2 separate regions of the Mus musculus genome follow, and region 2 is linked to region 1. A link is a contact called in public Hi-C data. All regions are on one chromosome and are shown on one strand. Each heading gives the region's core, a stretch centred on a gene start, on an enhancer-like site or on the middle of the called end of the contact. The rest is flanking DNA. Distances are from core to core; before and after follow the strand shown. Region 1 overlaps Gm34766 (a long non-coding RNA gene). Region 2 holds the start of Muc20 (mucin 20).

Region 1 (7,601 bases), core at 1,743-4,242:
TGTCTCGAAAAACCAAAAGCAAAAAAAAAAAAGACTTTATTCTGCTTCTATCTAACTTCCAAGCCAGAGGACAGAGGGCCCTGTCTTTCCCTAAGAGGAATACGGAGAGCTGCAGAGGTGACTGACTCTGCAGTCAAGTGCTCGCCATTCAACCCCAGAACCCACCTTAGAAAAAGAAAGAAAAAGAAAGAAACCAGGCCTGGTAACCCCAGTGCTGAGGAGGCAGTAACTAGAGGAGCCCTGGGCTTGCTGGCCACTTGGCCTAGCCTAACTGGTGAGTCCCAGGCTAGTGAATGACCCTGTCTCAGAAACACAAAGTGAAGGGCTGGAGAGACAGCTCAACAGTTAAGAACACTGACTGTCCTTCCAGAGGACCTGGGTTTGAGTGCCACCACCTCCCACACACATGGCAGCTCACAACTAAATGTAGCTCCGGGATCAGAAGATCCAAAGCTACATACACATATGTACGTACCTTCAGAAACAAATACATAAAACAAAACGCTTTTTTAAAAAGTGGGCAGTTCCTGAAGAGGGACACTCAAGGTTTACCCCTGACCACCACACACACATTTTTGCACACACACACACGTGGACACACATACAAGGAGGAATACGGCTTACAAATCCTCTATCAGATAGGTATAAAGGATAGAGGAAGAGTGTTCTAGGTATGGAAACAGAGTAAGCAAAGTACAGGTGTGTGACAATGGTTATGATAAAAGATATGTGTAGGGAGGGATGCCTTTGGCAGGCCCATACTAAAATGTACCCCTAAGAAAGGCACAACTGGGAGAGGAAGAGGAGAGGGGGAGAGACCTGGGGTGACTGGGGGCCCTTTTATCCACAGCACACACCTGGCACTCCTGGCAGTGGCAGGCGATGACTTAAGTAACTAGGTCCCTGAGAACAGGCCAGTGGAATGGCCTGTATACTAACAACAATAAGATGTTGGCAAAGCAAATACGCCAAGCCCCACAGGGTTAGCGCCCCGTTCCAAGTCATTCCGTCACTGCTTTGCTTCAGCGCCTCCCTGAGTTCCACATAACCACTCTGAGGAAGAAGGAGTTCCTGGAGCTGGTCCCTCTAGGCTCCTGAACACACATTGGGGCTCCGTGAGGTTAACCAGTCACCCTCTGCCTCCATGAGATCAGAATGGGGCCTAGAAAGGCGTAGAGTCAGTCTGACTGAAGGTGCCCTAGGACCCTGGTGGGCCTTGTGCTGCAGAGCTCCTGAGACAGAGAGGCAGTCTGGCTTTTGATCTTAGGAGCTCTATATGTGGGTGCTACTTTGGTTCAGGGGTCAGAGAGGTCTCCATAGTCAAAAAGACTTCCTGCTGTGTGACTTGGGGGGGGCAGGGGGGGAAGACAGCTGCTTCCCACTCCAGGTTTACTGGTCTGGTGGATCTCTTCCTGCTCAGCTGTCAAGCTTTGGGGCACATTGGGTGGGTCTAATCCCGGAGGGCCCCCCCCTCCCCGGCGCAGTGGGGATTTGGGGCTGGGACTGAGACAGTCCAGGTGCCAAAAGGAACAAGGAAGTAAGGAGGTGTCTCAAGTTAAGTTTCCACCTAGGTTGCTCTGAGAAGTGGGTGGGAAGTGAACCGTGATGGGTTTATGGCAGGCTGGGACGCTGGCTGAGGGGTGATGAGCTTGTCCAGGCTCCTGTCTGCTGGGAGGAGCGTAGATGCTCTGTTCTCCTGGCTATACGGAAGACATGGGATGAGCTGCCAGAGGTGGGGAGGGCTACCCTGTGGAAGGGTCCCACGGGGGATTGTGCTTCACACAACCAGGAGGGGCCAAAGAAACAGGATTAGGACAATGGCTGAAGGGACATCCGTATGGAAAAAATGGAGCACAGCGGTCTTATGTGGGAGCACACGGGTCTTCAGCGTGGGAGCCTCCCCCAAGGACCGCCTCTGCTCTACTCTTTCCCCACCCACACTCCCTACCCAGCCCTTTCGGGCAAGGACCTGCCTCTCCTCCAGACTATGTAGCACCTATCAGATGGCTTCATCCCACCACCAGCTGCTCACCCACCAGGTCCTGCCACCCTCCTGTCTGGTGCCTGCTCCACCTGCCTGTGTGACTGCTGGTCTCTGTGATCAGCGCCACCACCACCTCCACCCCCACCCCCACCCCCTTCTGGGCCATGCCGCTCTCTGGTCTCTCCTTCCTCCTGTGCCTCTGGCTTTTCGCCGTTGCTAACATGGCTGCCCTATGATGACCTCTTTAACCCAGAGCAATGTTTAAGTGAATATTAATGAAGATTTCATGCTGCATAAACTCTATAGAGTCCAAAAGGGCTCTGTGGGAGATAAGGACTTCCAGGTGGGGTCTGCACCCTGCCCAGGAGCAGGTCTTATCTCTCTGGGCCAATAATTTCTGCTTGTGAGGTCCACTCTGGGCCAGCGTGTTAACCCACAGTATAACACAGAATTCCTAAACAGCCAAAGGCTTGTTGCTTCTTCTCTCTGTGGGGCTCTCTGAATCTCTGCTGGAGCTGCCCCTCCTGGGAGGATTAGCGCCCCTGAGAGTGGTAAGGACTCCCTCTTTACAACGTCTGGCTATCTACAGATAAGTTAGGTAGTTTAACAAGCCTAGAGGACAGAGTAAGGTACGCTTCGCAGAGCAGAGGACTCTTAACGTGAGCTACTTTCCCTAAAGAACCTCACACTCAGGTGAGCTGGCAGAGGGAGAGCTATTGCTTGCCTCTGCCTGGGAGTCCACAACACGTGTTTTCATTTCCAACGAGGGAGGAAACGGAAGGCTAGAGAAACACTGCAGAAGTGCTGACCTCCTCAGCTCTACGCAAGAGGAAGGCTGGGTGGCCAGCACTGGTCCCAGATCTCTGAGGAGTGCAGACTGGGGTCCCGGTGTCCACTGCTTCCTCCCGCTGGCCCATCCTGTCGGTTCCAATTCCCTCCTTCCGTGGCCACCACCAAAGGCAAGCTCTTCAAGCTTACTATCAGCATCATCTAAACTGGGACAGGGCTGCCGCACCCTGCTGTCAGCCACAAGCCTTCCTGTGCTTCAGGCAGCCTCTGCTCCAGCACCAGAGCAGGGAGGGACGCTCTTGAAACAGGCTGAAGGGATTACAGAAATAAACCCAACTATAGAGCCCTGAGCTGCTCAGGAAAGAGGGATTTAGATGTGCAGGTGTGAGCCGCAGCCAAGTTTTGGGTTGAGGTGTGCGGAGAGCCAACCTTGTCCAGCTATGCCGCAAGTAGAACATAAAATATCGAGGCAATCGGGAAAGGGGGGGGTGGGGCTTGCAAGGGATGATGAGGCCGATCTAACAGGTAAAAACAAACCAACTGTTATATATGTCAATTTCACATTAAGCCACAAAGTGTACTGTTTCCTGTACCTGTCCTTACAGTCTCAAGCAGGTGTACACTGGGGTTGTTCAGTGAGGTTCAGATCAGCACAACCCATCCTTATTATTTTCAGTCTCAGCAACAGGAAGGGGAACCTCGTCTGGCTGTAAGTACGAATGGGTAGAAGGAGCCAGAAGCAGGTGGCAATGCTACTCTGTGGCAAGCAGCTGTTTGCTGGGCAGCGTGGCTGTGCCCAGGAGCCTGTTGTCGATGTCCCATCAAGGCTGAGTGTCCTGTGGAGGGGGGCGTGGAGACGGACGTCCAGAAGACAAAGGACAGGTCTCATATTTAGCTTGACACAGGGGCTTCAGACCGAGCAGAGGGACCTGTGTAGCCTGGAACCTAAGAAGCTCTGTGGCAGGATGCTGGCCCTGAGATGGCACAAGAGCATTGTCCTGACCGCCAGAGCACCAGCATCTGTTGTGTTGCGATGGGACCTAATCAGCCTTTTCTCTAGACCTCCAGGAAATGATGGCTCCAAGTGATGTTTGCTGCCTGTCTGTGTCTGTCCCCCACGCATGCTCGGGCCTGCCCACCATCTTCTGCTCATAGGTAGCTTTTCCTCGGAAGCACCTTGTTGTTCCCTCTGTAGCTAGCATAGGGAACATCTTTATGTCACCAGTGGTGCATGCCTTTAATCCCAGCACTTGGGAGGCAGAAACAGGTGGATCTCTGTGAGTCTGAGGCCAGCCTGGTTTACAGAGCTAGTTTCAGAATAGCCAGGGCTACAGAGAGAAACTATGTCTCAAAGAAAAGAAAAAAAGTCATTATTCAGGGCCCTCGTTACTGAAATGGTAAAGCTGAGATCCAGAGGAATGATGGCTCCACACAGTCACATCTAGAACTCTCTATGGGGAGCACAATGCACCCTACACTCGGGTTTTACTGTCTCTGTGTCCCGCTTCCCATACATAAAACACAGCACAGGATAGTTGTGAAGATTAACTGGAAGGTTGAAGGCTGCAGTATCTTCTGCAGCTGGGTGTTCTGTAAGATTGGTAGGGATTATTATTTATTAGTGTGTGTGTGTGTGTGTGTGTGTGTGTGTGTGTGTGTGTGTGTGTGTGTGTCTATGTGTGTGAGTCTGTGTGTATGTGCGCCATATGCATGCAATGCCCACAGAAGCCAGCAGAGGGCATCAGATTCCCCTGGAGCGGGAGCTGTAGGTAGTTATGAGCTGCAATAGCCTGGCCAAACCTTGTTTGATCTCAGAAGCTAAGCAGGGTCAAGCCTGATAATATTTTAATGAGAGAATAAGTTTAAGTTCACCATCCCGCCCCCCACCAAGAAGAAAAGAAGAAAAGAAAAAGAAAGAAAGAAAAGGAAAAAATCCATGTGCTATACCTGTTTAACTCTCCTTTCTTCGCATCTTTCCTGCAATCATGATACCTTTTTTGCCACCATGAGAAATTTGCCTTCTGAAGATGTAAGTTTTATAAAATATTAGTCTTTACCAGATTTAAAAAACAAACAAACAAACAACCTTGTCTCAGCCTGATGGCAAACATTGGCACTGAGGGTGTGGGCGGGGTTGGGGGCAGAGGAGGAGACTGGAGAATCAAGTCACCTTCCGCTGCATACCTTGTTGAAGGCCAGCTGGACTACAATGAACCCTTTCTCAAAACCGCCACCACAACAGAAAAACAACCAGGAAAGAAGTGTAGTGTCAGGATGCATACCTTGAATCTCAGCACTGGGGAGGCAGTGGACAGCAGGTCTCATAGCCAGGACTGTAGAGAAAGTTCCAGGCCAGCTGGGGCTACATAGTGAGAGCCTGTCTCAAAGCAAAAAGAAAGTCCAAACCCACCCTAACTGGGGATCTGCAATACTGGACACAAAGGACACTGGCCCTGAAGAGTGCCTGTGCCTGGCCTGCCAGGTGGTTATCAATACACTGCCTGATTAACTGTAAGACGAAACATCAATATCCATTCTTTTAAGATGATTGAGGGTAAGGCTCATGGGAGGAAATGACCTCCACTGGATTTCTTACCCACTCAACTGAAAAAAAAATCAGAGGCAGGAGAAGAAGAGATCAAATATTTGCGCTGGTACTTTCAAATGCATGGTAAGGGATTAACTCAATGGTCGCATAAACCTTTCACCCCGGTTGATAAAGGAAATGAATTGTTTTTCTTTCTTCTGTGGTCCTGGGTAGTGAACCCAGGGCTCAGGCGTGCTAAGGACACACTCCACCACTGAGCTGCACCCCAACAGGGGAATTCCAAATGGAGATGTGAAATGGGGGCGGGGGGGGGGACTCTATAATCATCAAAGAAAATGAAATCAGATCGTTTTCTCTGGAGTTTTCATGGAAGCTGTGGACTGTATTCTCCAAAAAAAAGTTTTAATATGCTGTGGTTTGGTTTTGTGGACGTCAAATCGCCTGAAGCTAACATATGTTGTAAGCAACTGGGAACTAAACCTGGGTTCCCTGTAAGAGAAGCCAGGACACTTAACCACCTCTCCAATCCTGTCTTTGGTTTTTGTTTGGTTGGTTGGTTGGGGGTTTTTGTTTGGTTTTGGTTTGGGTATTTTTTTGGTTTTTGGTAGGTTGGTTGGTTTGGTTTGGATTTTTTGTTTTGTTTGTTTGAGACAGGGTTTTGTTATATATTCTAAGCTGCCCTTGAACTTGCAACAATCCTCCTGCCTCACCCTTTGAAGTGTTGAGATTAAAGTATGTGCCACTACAACCAACTAAAAACATTCTTAAAAAAAAAAAGGATAAGTTTTTATTACTCTGTGTGTGTGCTCTTGTGTGTGTGTGTGTGTGTGTGTGTGTGTGTGTGTTTACAAATATAACCTGTGAGACTATATACTACTTGTATGTATGCTTCAGGGCTGACCATTTGGCACTGGACACTCAATTGTCACGCTCTTCCTGGGGCCACCTCTTTTGCTTCCAGCTTGACTCGGTTGTCTGTAGCTCTCTTTGTAGGGCTGAGGCCTTCTGGGCTTTTCCCTGCGCAGTCTGGTGTGTTTGTTGCTGTCCTCCTGGCTCTGCTCACGTTGAGCAGTCATGCTGGTAAGACTTACGGGTATAGTTTCTAATATTACTGGGAGGCACAAACTCATAGCAAAGATATTTCTTAACAGCCGTATTCACTAGGAGGCCCACTTATCTCCTTCAGCATCCTAGACGTGGAGTATATGTTCCGCTTGGTTAGGTAATAACACCACAACATACCAGGCACTGGCTCCACTTCCAAGCAGGCTTCATCACTGGCCCTATGTTGTCAAAGCTGTCGCCATGACCCCTAGGGTAGGGTAAGGGCAAAGCACAGCAAGGAACTCCGAGCTAAGGTTTCCAGGGGCTTCCAGGTCACCAGAGGAAAGGCTTTTCAAAGTTGTAGCTACTTCAACAGAAGCATTCTTGCAGAGGGGGAGGGTATATTTGCTTTCACTTTCCTGTCCTGTGTATGTCCACAGCTCTATAGAAAAAAAGAACTTCTCAAACAGCAACAACAGCAAAAACCTTCCTGGAAACTGTTTGGCTTCCACTGCCAGCTGTTGAACTGGTGCCAGTCAAACGACTCTCCAGTCGGGCCTAGCCTGACCCTGTGCATCCTGCGACTCTGTGGTAAAAAATAAAATAAAATAAAATAAAATAAAATAAAATAAAATAAATAAAATGACCAACTCAAACCTTGTCTAACATTCAAAACCTTTAACCTAGGCACTTGCCCCTGCTTTGTTTTGTTTTATTTTGTTTTGTTTGTTTGGTTGGTTTTTTGAGACAGGGTTTCTCTGTGCAGCCCTGGCTGTCCTGGAACTCACTCTGTAGACCAGGCTGGCCTCGAACTCAGAAATCTTGCCTGCCTCTGCCTACCAAGTGCTGGGATTAAAGGCGTGCGCCACCACGCCCGGCACTTGCCTGTGTTCTAATGCCCATTCTTTTGCCTGATGGGTTAATGCCTCTGGTCAACAGCAATATCACCGAGCCCCTGAGATGTATTAGTGGTTTGACTAAATGTGCCTCTTCTGATGCTATCCAAGCCAAGGTAGACATCAGAACCTAGGGGTATTAAAACCACAGCTCAGTTCGTCTGCAGAATTAGTTATACAAAATTAGGCTTAGATTTACTCCTCATGAATACAGGAAACTAAGTCTGGCTTTGGGGGGAAAAACTGTCATTTCTACACTAATTGATCAGGAGTAACTAAAAAAAAAAAAATCTTACCTTGGTTTAAAAAAAAAAAAACTCAAAAAGAGAAAAAGAGATAA
Region 2 (7,601 bases), core at 1,401-3,900, 90 kb before region 1:
CGGTCCCTTATCCCACACCTGGGATTAAAACAAAAACATTTCTGAGTGTTTAAAAGGAAACCAAACTTCCAGAATTCTCACTACATAAACCTTTCTGCTTTAAGCTTCTGACATCTCTCTAGATGCTCCTACAATCTCCTCCCTTGTTATTCAGTACCGCAACCTGAACCGCCATGCCGCCCATGCACACATACACCCACATACCCCAGCTCTTCAATGTCTCTTTCTTTCTCGGTCACTTACAAATTTCTATTCCCTTGTTCACTGCCCACCCAGTCTTCAGGACTTAGCTCCTGAGGGCCATCCCTGTCTGTTTTCCTCTGTGATGTATTACCTCAAGAGCTGAGACCAATGTCTGACATTGCTTGTTAATGTGCTTGTTAATGTAGTGAGACTTGTGCCTTGTGCTAACTCGTGGTGAGAGCTGAGCTGGGCTGTGAAGAAATGGTCCAAGAACTTTCCAGTGAAGTTTGTGATGGCCCTCAGGGCTGCTGGCCATCAGCCAGGCTTGGAAGTAACCCTGGATAAAGAAGAAACTTGTAGTGGTTTGGTCTGATGCTGCTTGTATTCGAATGTTAAATGCTGGCTTCTCAAGATGTGGTTGATTCTTACGTATACCAAGTGATGCTATGTGAAACTTCTCCCCAATATAACTGGTCAACGAGAGGGTAGAGCCTGTGATTGGGCAGTGGAGGGAGAAAGGTGGGGCATGGGTTCTAGGAAGAGGAAGAAGAAGAAAGAAGATGGTGGTGGAGGTGGAGGACTTTGCCATACGAGGAGATGGACCATGACCACTAAGCAGTCAGGAGAAACAGTAAGTGACAAGACACTTTATAGCTAGGGGATAAGTTAGTATAACTCCAAACCTGTCCAATCTAGGCTTACAGTTTGTAAATAAAATACCTGAGTTGTGTGTCTTTTATATGAACCAGCTAAGACTATAAATTCATTCCACAGAAACGGGCCCAGATCTTCTTAGGGTTTTTCTGTTTGTTTGTTTGTCTGTCTTCATTTTCAAGTGTGTAGGGCTGTTGGCCATTTCAGTTGGAAGAGGAAATGCAGTGGGGAATTCCTTGTTGGGGTGAAAAGGGCACCAGAATGCTGGTCCGTAGAGTAAGCTGCCCCTGGAATGAGGAAGCCCCTGGCTCTGCATGGGTGCAGCAGGAGAGTGTGGAGGACTGCCCAGACAGAGATCTGCCCTCTTGCCATGTTCCCTCCACCTCCTTAAAGGGTGGATTTCACATGGGGACATGGCTACATGGCACGGTCTCCCAGAATGCAGTGGTTCCTCCTCCTCCCACCTGTTTAGAGTAGAGAGCTGAGTTTGAGTCTGGGAAAGGAAAAGGCTCAGCCTGCGGACTGTGTTCCTGCCACTACTCCCCACGCCCCTCAACTCCAGTGTCAGGTTACTTCACAGAGACTCCAGAGCCCCTTCTGAAGAGGCTGACACACCCCAAGATGACAGCTCCTCCTCCCAGGAGGGAAAGCCCTGTCACCACAGTGCCCACTAAAGTTCTCTATGATACTGTCAGATAGCCAGCAGTCAATCTCAGACTGCTGGGCCAAGAAGCCCTCAGAAGCCTTCCTGACTGAGGTCCAGAGAGGGCAAACTACTGGTCTAAGACCACACAGCTTTTTGCCCACAGTTAAGGACAGAGCGTTTGATACAGTTTTACATTTCCTTCCTGTTCTCAGTTTTGTGATTCTGTGACACAGATCCGAGATGTCTTCTCCATCCCAGAGCTGCTTTTCATCCAAAAGCACTTAAAATGCCCACGGAACCTTGTCTGGCCACTGGGTATGGCCCTAAGAGCACTAGGCCTTGGTCCTTGAGGGGTCAGAGTCCTCTTTGTTTTGGGGGAGGCATATAGAAAATACAGCCCATAACATCACTCCTTGCCTTGGAAACTAATCTCCTAAGTGTCCCCAAGTCATCTCCTTCTGCTGGCTCTTGGACTCAGAGCATCATGCCATCCTCTGCATCCTGAATCCTCAAACATGACTGGGGACCTGGTCCTGCCTTGGACTTCGCTGCAAAATCCCAGGATTTTTAATATAGAAAGCTATTAGAGGTTAGAGTCCTGCCCCCACACTGGGACACTGTCCCCTTGAGACCTCAGGACCATTCACATGGACTGGTCAAGGCTGAGGGCTCCCACTTATATCTTGAGCTACTGAGATAGATGCATTTTCTCTGAGCACCAGCAATGTATAGGAGACGTTGCGTAAGAACTTTGGTGGTGTCCTGAGTCAGACAGTGTGTCCATTTTACAGATCAAGAAGTTGGGGCTAAGAAATGTTCTCTTATTTGCCCTTGGTCCCTAGAACTGATAAAATCTAGGCTCAGTAGATAAACTTGGGTCTGCCCATGAAGCCGGGACCCCAGGTATGGGTGAGTGGGGTAAACACCATCTCTTTCATGCCATTCTCAGTGCCAGGGGAGGGTTTCAGAATGGAACTGATGCCATATCTTCAAATCAGAGAGGCAAGGCATGGGAGTCAGGGTGGGGAGTGGGACCATGAACCTGCTGTCAGCCTGCACATTTGTGGTCACCCGGCTGCCTCCTGGAACCTACCCAGTCACACCTGGGCAGTCGTCTGCCCCTCCTCCCGGGGTTGAGGAAGCAGGAAAGGGTGGTGAGGAGAGACAGCAGGCAGGTCCGGCAGACAGCGGTGGTCAGGGCCAGGCACGATGGGCTCTGTCTGGGGCCTGGCTGTGCCCCTCCTTGTCTTCTGCTGGAAGGTTGGCGTCAGTGTGAGCTCTCCAGGTAAGGAACAGGACAGCCCCCGGGGATCCTCCCTGGTGGAGCTCTGGGTTTCAGTGCTGGCAAAGACAGCTCTTTGTGGGCAAGGGAGACATTTTTGTTAATTGTATTAATGGCCGGAGGAATAGACGAGTGTGCTGGCTGGCAGATGGGTCAGCTTACACATGGTGGCCCTGTGGCCATCACTGTAAGGGAGTCTGGGAGTCACTCTTTAGTCATGGGATAGTGGGGTGGAGGGAGGAGGGGCTTGGGAGATGCCAGCTGGTGATCATTTTAGCTCTGCTCCCTCCAACATCGTTACCTAGCCCAGCTGTTCTTTGAAATTTGCCTTTTGAATGAAAAGTTTGTCACAAACTGCTTGGGCGGGGAGATTCTGAGAGAGGCAGACTTTTCTGAAAGATGGGAGCTAACCGTGATCTGTTACTAACTGGCACTGTGCCAAACCTATCACACACACTTTAAAATAGATAATTTTCAGGCTAACTTTAGGTTTATAGTAAAACTGAACAGCATTCTACTGAGACTTCTGATTTATCCAGTCCCTCCCACACACAGCCCCTGCTGTTCACGTCCCCACGGCATGGGGACTGCTACAGCGGAGACCACACACTGACATGTCACACCGGGCATCACTTTTTTAAATTCCATTTTTTAAGTTTATTGACAGAATTTCTAAATAAATAAATAAGTATTTATGTATGTATTTATTTATTTGTTTTGACACATTGCCCTGACAGCATGGAACTTGCTATATACACTTTATTTATCAATGTTTCCATTTTCCATTTTTCTATGCATGTGTGTGAAAGAGAAATGTTTCTACATATGTGTGGATTCACATGTGTTTGGCTGTGTGTGAAGATGTGTACAGTGTGTGTGGAGGTTGATTTTGGGATCACCCTTGAAAGTTCTCTCACCTTATTCCTTGACCTGGGATCTCTCAATCAAACCCAGAGTTCAGAGTTCAGATACACACACACACACACACACACACAGAGAGAGAGAGAGAGAGAAAGAGAGAGAGAGAGAGAGAGAGAGAGAGAAAGTCCACAAATGCTTGACACGTGTGTGGAGACCACCTGACAGTTTGAATCTTAACTTCTGGTCACCAAGCTTGGTAGCAAGCAGCTCTACCCACTTGAGCTATCGGGCTGGTCCAACATTGCCTTTTAAATCCTCACAATAACGTCAAGGAAAGGTGCGCACCTCTAAGACCTGCCACCCACCTAAAAGCAAGGGGACTGCAGCTTAGAGGGAGGAATTTAACCCCGGGGCCAGCACTGCTAGCAGTGCCCAACCATTGGACCACCCACCCTGCCTGTCACACTTTACATATGAGAAAGTACCAGTGTGGAGCACAGAGACTTGACCTGTGTCACAGAGTTAGTATACAGCAGAACAAGCAACAGAGGCAAGACTCAAACCAGGCTGTATTTCCATACTTTTCTCACTCCCAATATGGAGGTATGGAAGAGGAAAGCAGCCACACCCTCCGATCTGGGCTGGGTTCTGTGGACCAGGGGCCTCAAAGAAATAGCTTGGGATTAGGCATAGATGCCCATATGAAGAAGGCAATCAGTAGCTCCTGCAGACGTGTATGTGTGTGTGTGTGCGTGCGCGCGCGAGAGAGTGTGCGCCCACTAATCATTTCCTTTACCCATGTGAACTGGCTCCAGTTCCCTGACTGCTTGCTTTCCTAGGACATATTCCACTCAGGCTGGAGGCTCCTCTCCCCGTCCTCCCAGTTATCTCTAAAGATGAAACCATAGGTCATTCTAGACTTTGAAGAACATACTTCTATGGGAATTTTTGTGTGTGTGTGTGGGGGTGAGCAAACCACCCATGGGAGAGTGACAAAGTTTCTTCAGAAAGTTTATCCCTGAGTACCCAGACCACTTCCCCTGCACCATCATTCCTGGATACCCAAACCACTTCCCCTGCACCATCATCTCTGACCACTTCCCCTTTACCATCATCTCTGATCACTTCTCCTACTCTATCATCTCTGACCACATCCCCTGCACCATCATTCCTGGATACCCAGACTATTTCTCCTACACCATCATCCCTGGATCCCTGCTCTGCAGTCCTTGGCTCATGTGGATTCCTGTCTTCTTTGCCTGCCTTAGTCGGTATATGCTGTGAGGCTGAGCTGTAGACCCGGGGTCAGCTGGGATCCTTTGGGGCAGGGGGCAGTTGTCAGGGCTTCAGAGAGCACTAGTTGGGGTAGCATGTCTTCGGGGCTGCTGTGAAGGCTTTGGCTTCTCTGTGCTGCCTTCATCCTCTAGGTTTATGTAGATGATGACCCTCCATGCCATCCAATAGCACCTAGGGCATAAACTGTGATGTCAGTCCACTGGCACTCACCAGGTTGTTCTCATCCCACACAGGTCTCGACATTAGCAGATCAGTTCCTTTGGTGACAACCAACAACATGGAAGTGTCCACCTTCACTCAAAGGGACAGGCCCAGCTCAGAGAGAGCTTTCCAGACCACCAACCTGATTCAGTATGTACCTCTAGACACGCAAACTCTCAGCACTGAATCTGCTTCTAATGCTTTAAGTGCAACTAGTATCAGTTCAGAGGTCAATTCCAGAGACACTCAGACCACCTCTTTTGTAACAAAGACCAGGAAGACACATACTACCACTCCTGCAGCATCATCCCTAGAGGCCCAGACCACCTCTCCTAATTTGTCAACCCTGAATATTCAGATTACCTCCCCAATAGCATCGTCCCTGGATGCTCAGACCATTTTTCCTGTATCATTATCCCTGAGTACCCAGACCACTTCTCCTGCACCATCATTCCTGGATACCCAAACCACTTCCCCTGAACCATCATCTCTGACCACTTCCCCTGCACCATCATCTCTGATCACTTCTCCTACTCCATCATCTCTAACTACATCCCCTGCACCATCATTCCTGGATACCCAGACCACTTCCCCTGCACCATCATCTCTGACCACTTCCCCTGCACCATCATCCCTAGATACCCAGACCATCTCACCTATTGAATTGACCCTAAAGACCCAAACCATTTCCACTGTAACGGAGACCAGAACGGTTTCAATAAGAATACCTTCTGACCTCACGGTTATGCACACCATCCCTACAGAGACATTGGCACCAAGCAACAGCCCCAGAACTGGGATGAGCACTGTCCAAACTGGCACAGTGTGGGACTCCATAGAAGCCGTCTTTGACACCCTTTGTACCGATGACAGCTCTGAAGAGGCAAGGAAGATCACAGTTGACCTCCTGACGTTGGCACACACCTCCACGGAAGTGGAGTACCTGTCTTCAGAGAGCAGCTCTTCCTCTGACAGTTCAGCTGGGGTCCTCAGCAGCTCACGAGTCCTGGGACCCGACAGTGCAACTCCAGCCAAGGGGTTGGTTGCCTTCAACATCACTCATATTAAACTCAGCAACTGCATCACAGAAATAGAAACAACCATCACCATCTCTGGGGCCCCAGGCGCGAGCCTCAGCCCTACAGAAGCGACGGCAGCTTTGTTCACTTCTGAGATATTAACTTTGCCTCCACCCACTGAGGCAAAACCAATTTTCCCCGAGACCACAAGCTTATCTGGGATCCTGTCAACTGCTGGCACCCCGGCCCTTGCCACCACCCTTGAGGGGACAGTCTCCACTAGTGCAATCACAGAAAGCGAAACAGCAGTGGCCCAGACTCTTACCTCTGTTGGAACTTCGGTGACAGTTAGAAGGAACCCCCTGGAAAACACTTCAACACTCTCTATTGAGACACAAAGCCACACTGAGGTCTTGGGCACCATCACAGTCCCCATGGTTGCTGGATCAACAATGGGAGAAGCAGCCTCCTTCGTGAGTTTCACGGCTCTCGACAGCAGCAGTCTCTCAGTGGTGGTCACCACCGAGAGCTCTGCTACCTCAGAGACTTTAACCACAGGCAATACAACCAACAGCTCCTTCCTCACAGAGAGCCACCCTCCTTTTTCTATCTATTCAACTACAGCTAGCACCAGCAAAAACCCAAACATCACCTTAACCAAGACCACAGCCTCACCAAAGCCCCCGACGCATCCTACAACATCTGCATCCACTGCTTGGATAAGGAAAACCACAAAACATGATCCAGGTAAGCAAAACTCCCATGAGAGATTTTTGGAGATTTGGAGTAGCCTTAAGGAGTTGAGTTGAAAGAAGGAGCTAAAGGCCAATATTGCACCCTCTCCTTGGCATTTCATGACCTCCTGGTGGGTCGGTAAAAAGCAGCTAAGATGTATATGAGATGTAGTGATGTGTAGGTGACGTTGTGATGTATGTGTGATGTCATGATATATATGTGATATCATGATGTGTGTGTGATGTAGTGATGTATGTGTGATGTAATGATGCGTATGTGATGTCGTGATGTATACGTGACATAATTTATATGCCATGTCATGATGTATGTGTGATGCTGTGATGTGTGTGTGATAAATGTAAAACTGGGTTTTCCAGAAGTGGTTGAGATCTTGGCTGTGCTTTAACCTGAGAGACCTTGGACCTGCCCCTCTCCTCTGATCTCCTGGCTGGTAAAAAGCAGCTAGTTTCTTCGCTTTGTGGTGGATGAGCGCCATCTTTTCCAGGTCTAACTTCTGTGAAGTTAACTATTGGGCGGCTACTGTGCTTCAGATGAGATCTGTAATGCTATTCAAAAGACTTGACCCTCACGCCTTGGAAGCCTCTAGCCAGCAATGCCCACACAGAAGGAAAGAATGTGCAAATGCGTCCAAATCGCTGCCCTGCAAGCATGTGCAGGGCACGCAAGTGGGGCTTGGTGGCCATATTTACTGTGTTTTACACCA

Evidence for each region. Hi-C and Micro-C count contacts between places; a contact is called where the count stands out from the background.
Region 2: a contact with region 1 is called in a Hi-C map of uterus. The contact joins the promoter of Muc20 here to the enhancer-like site in region 1. A contact is called at or near these places in 14 of 39 promoter capture datasets (the 3T3-L1 cell line, 3T3-L1-derived adipocytes, the HPC-7 cell line and 6 more), 1 of 15 datasets of contacts at CTCF or cohesin (pro-B cells), 71 of 484 Hi-C or Micro-C datasets (the AML12 cell line, B cells, the BV-2 cell line and 36 more), 11 of 115 datasets of contacts at active chromatin or transcription factors (the NIH/3T3 cell line, T-cell acute lymphoblastic leukemia, bone marrow-derived dendritic cells and 4 more) and 5 of 9 other capture datasets (adipose tissue, embryonic stem cells, liver and 2 more).

Annotation. Positions count from the first base shown.
Region 1 is chr16:32,702,717-32,710,317 of GRCm38.p6, reverse strand. It overlaps Gm34766 (a long non-coding RNA gene), which reads right to left. Exons shown (of 3, transcript XR_384827.2): 3 at 6,062-6,951. Among named protein-coding and RNA genes, the nearest start is that of Gm34766, 7.8 kb to the right of the region's middle. Within about 2 kb of position 2,992, at least 25 of the 459 cell types and tissues checked have an H3K27ac peak or open chromatin away from gene starts, as enhancers often do. A contact at or near this core is called in the G1E-ER4 cell line, the N1E-115 cell line, T-cell acute lymphoblastic leukemia and 2 more, where this site is marked.
Region 2 is chr16:32,792,484-32,800,084 of GRCm38.p6, reverse strand. Muc20 (mucin 20) reads left to right here and starts at 2,650. Exons shown (of 4, transcript NM_146071.2): 1 at 2,650-2,768; 2 at 5,156-6,889. The coding sequence starts at 2,693.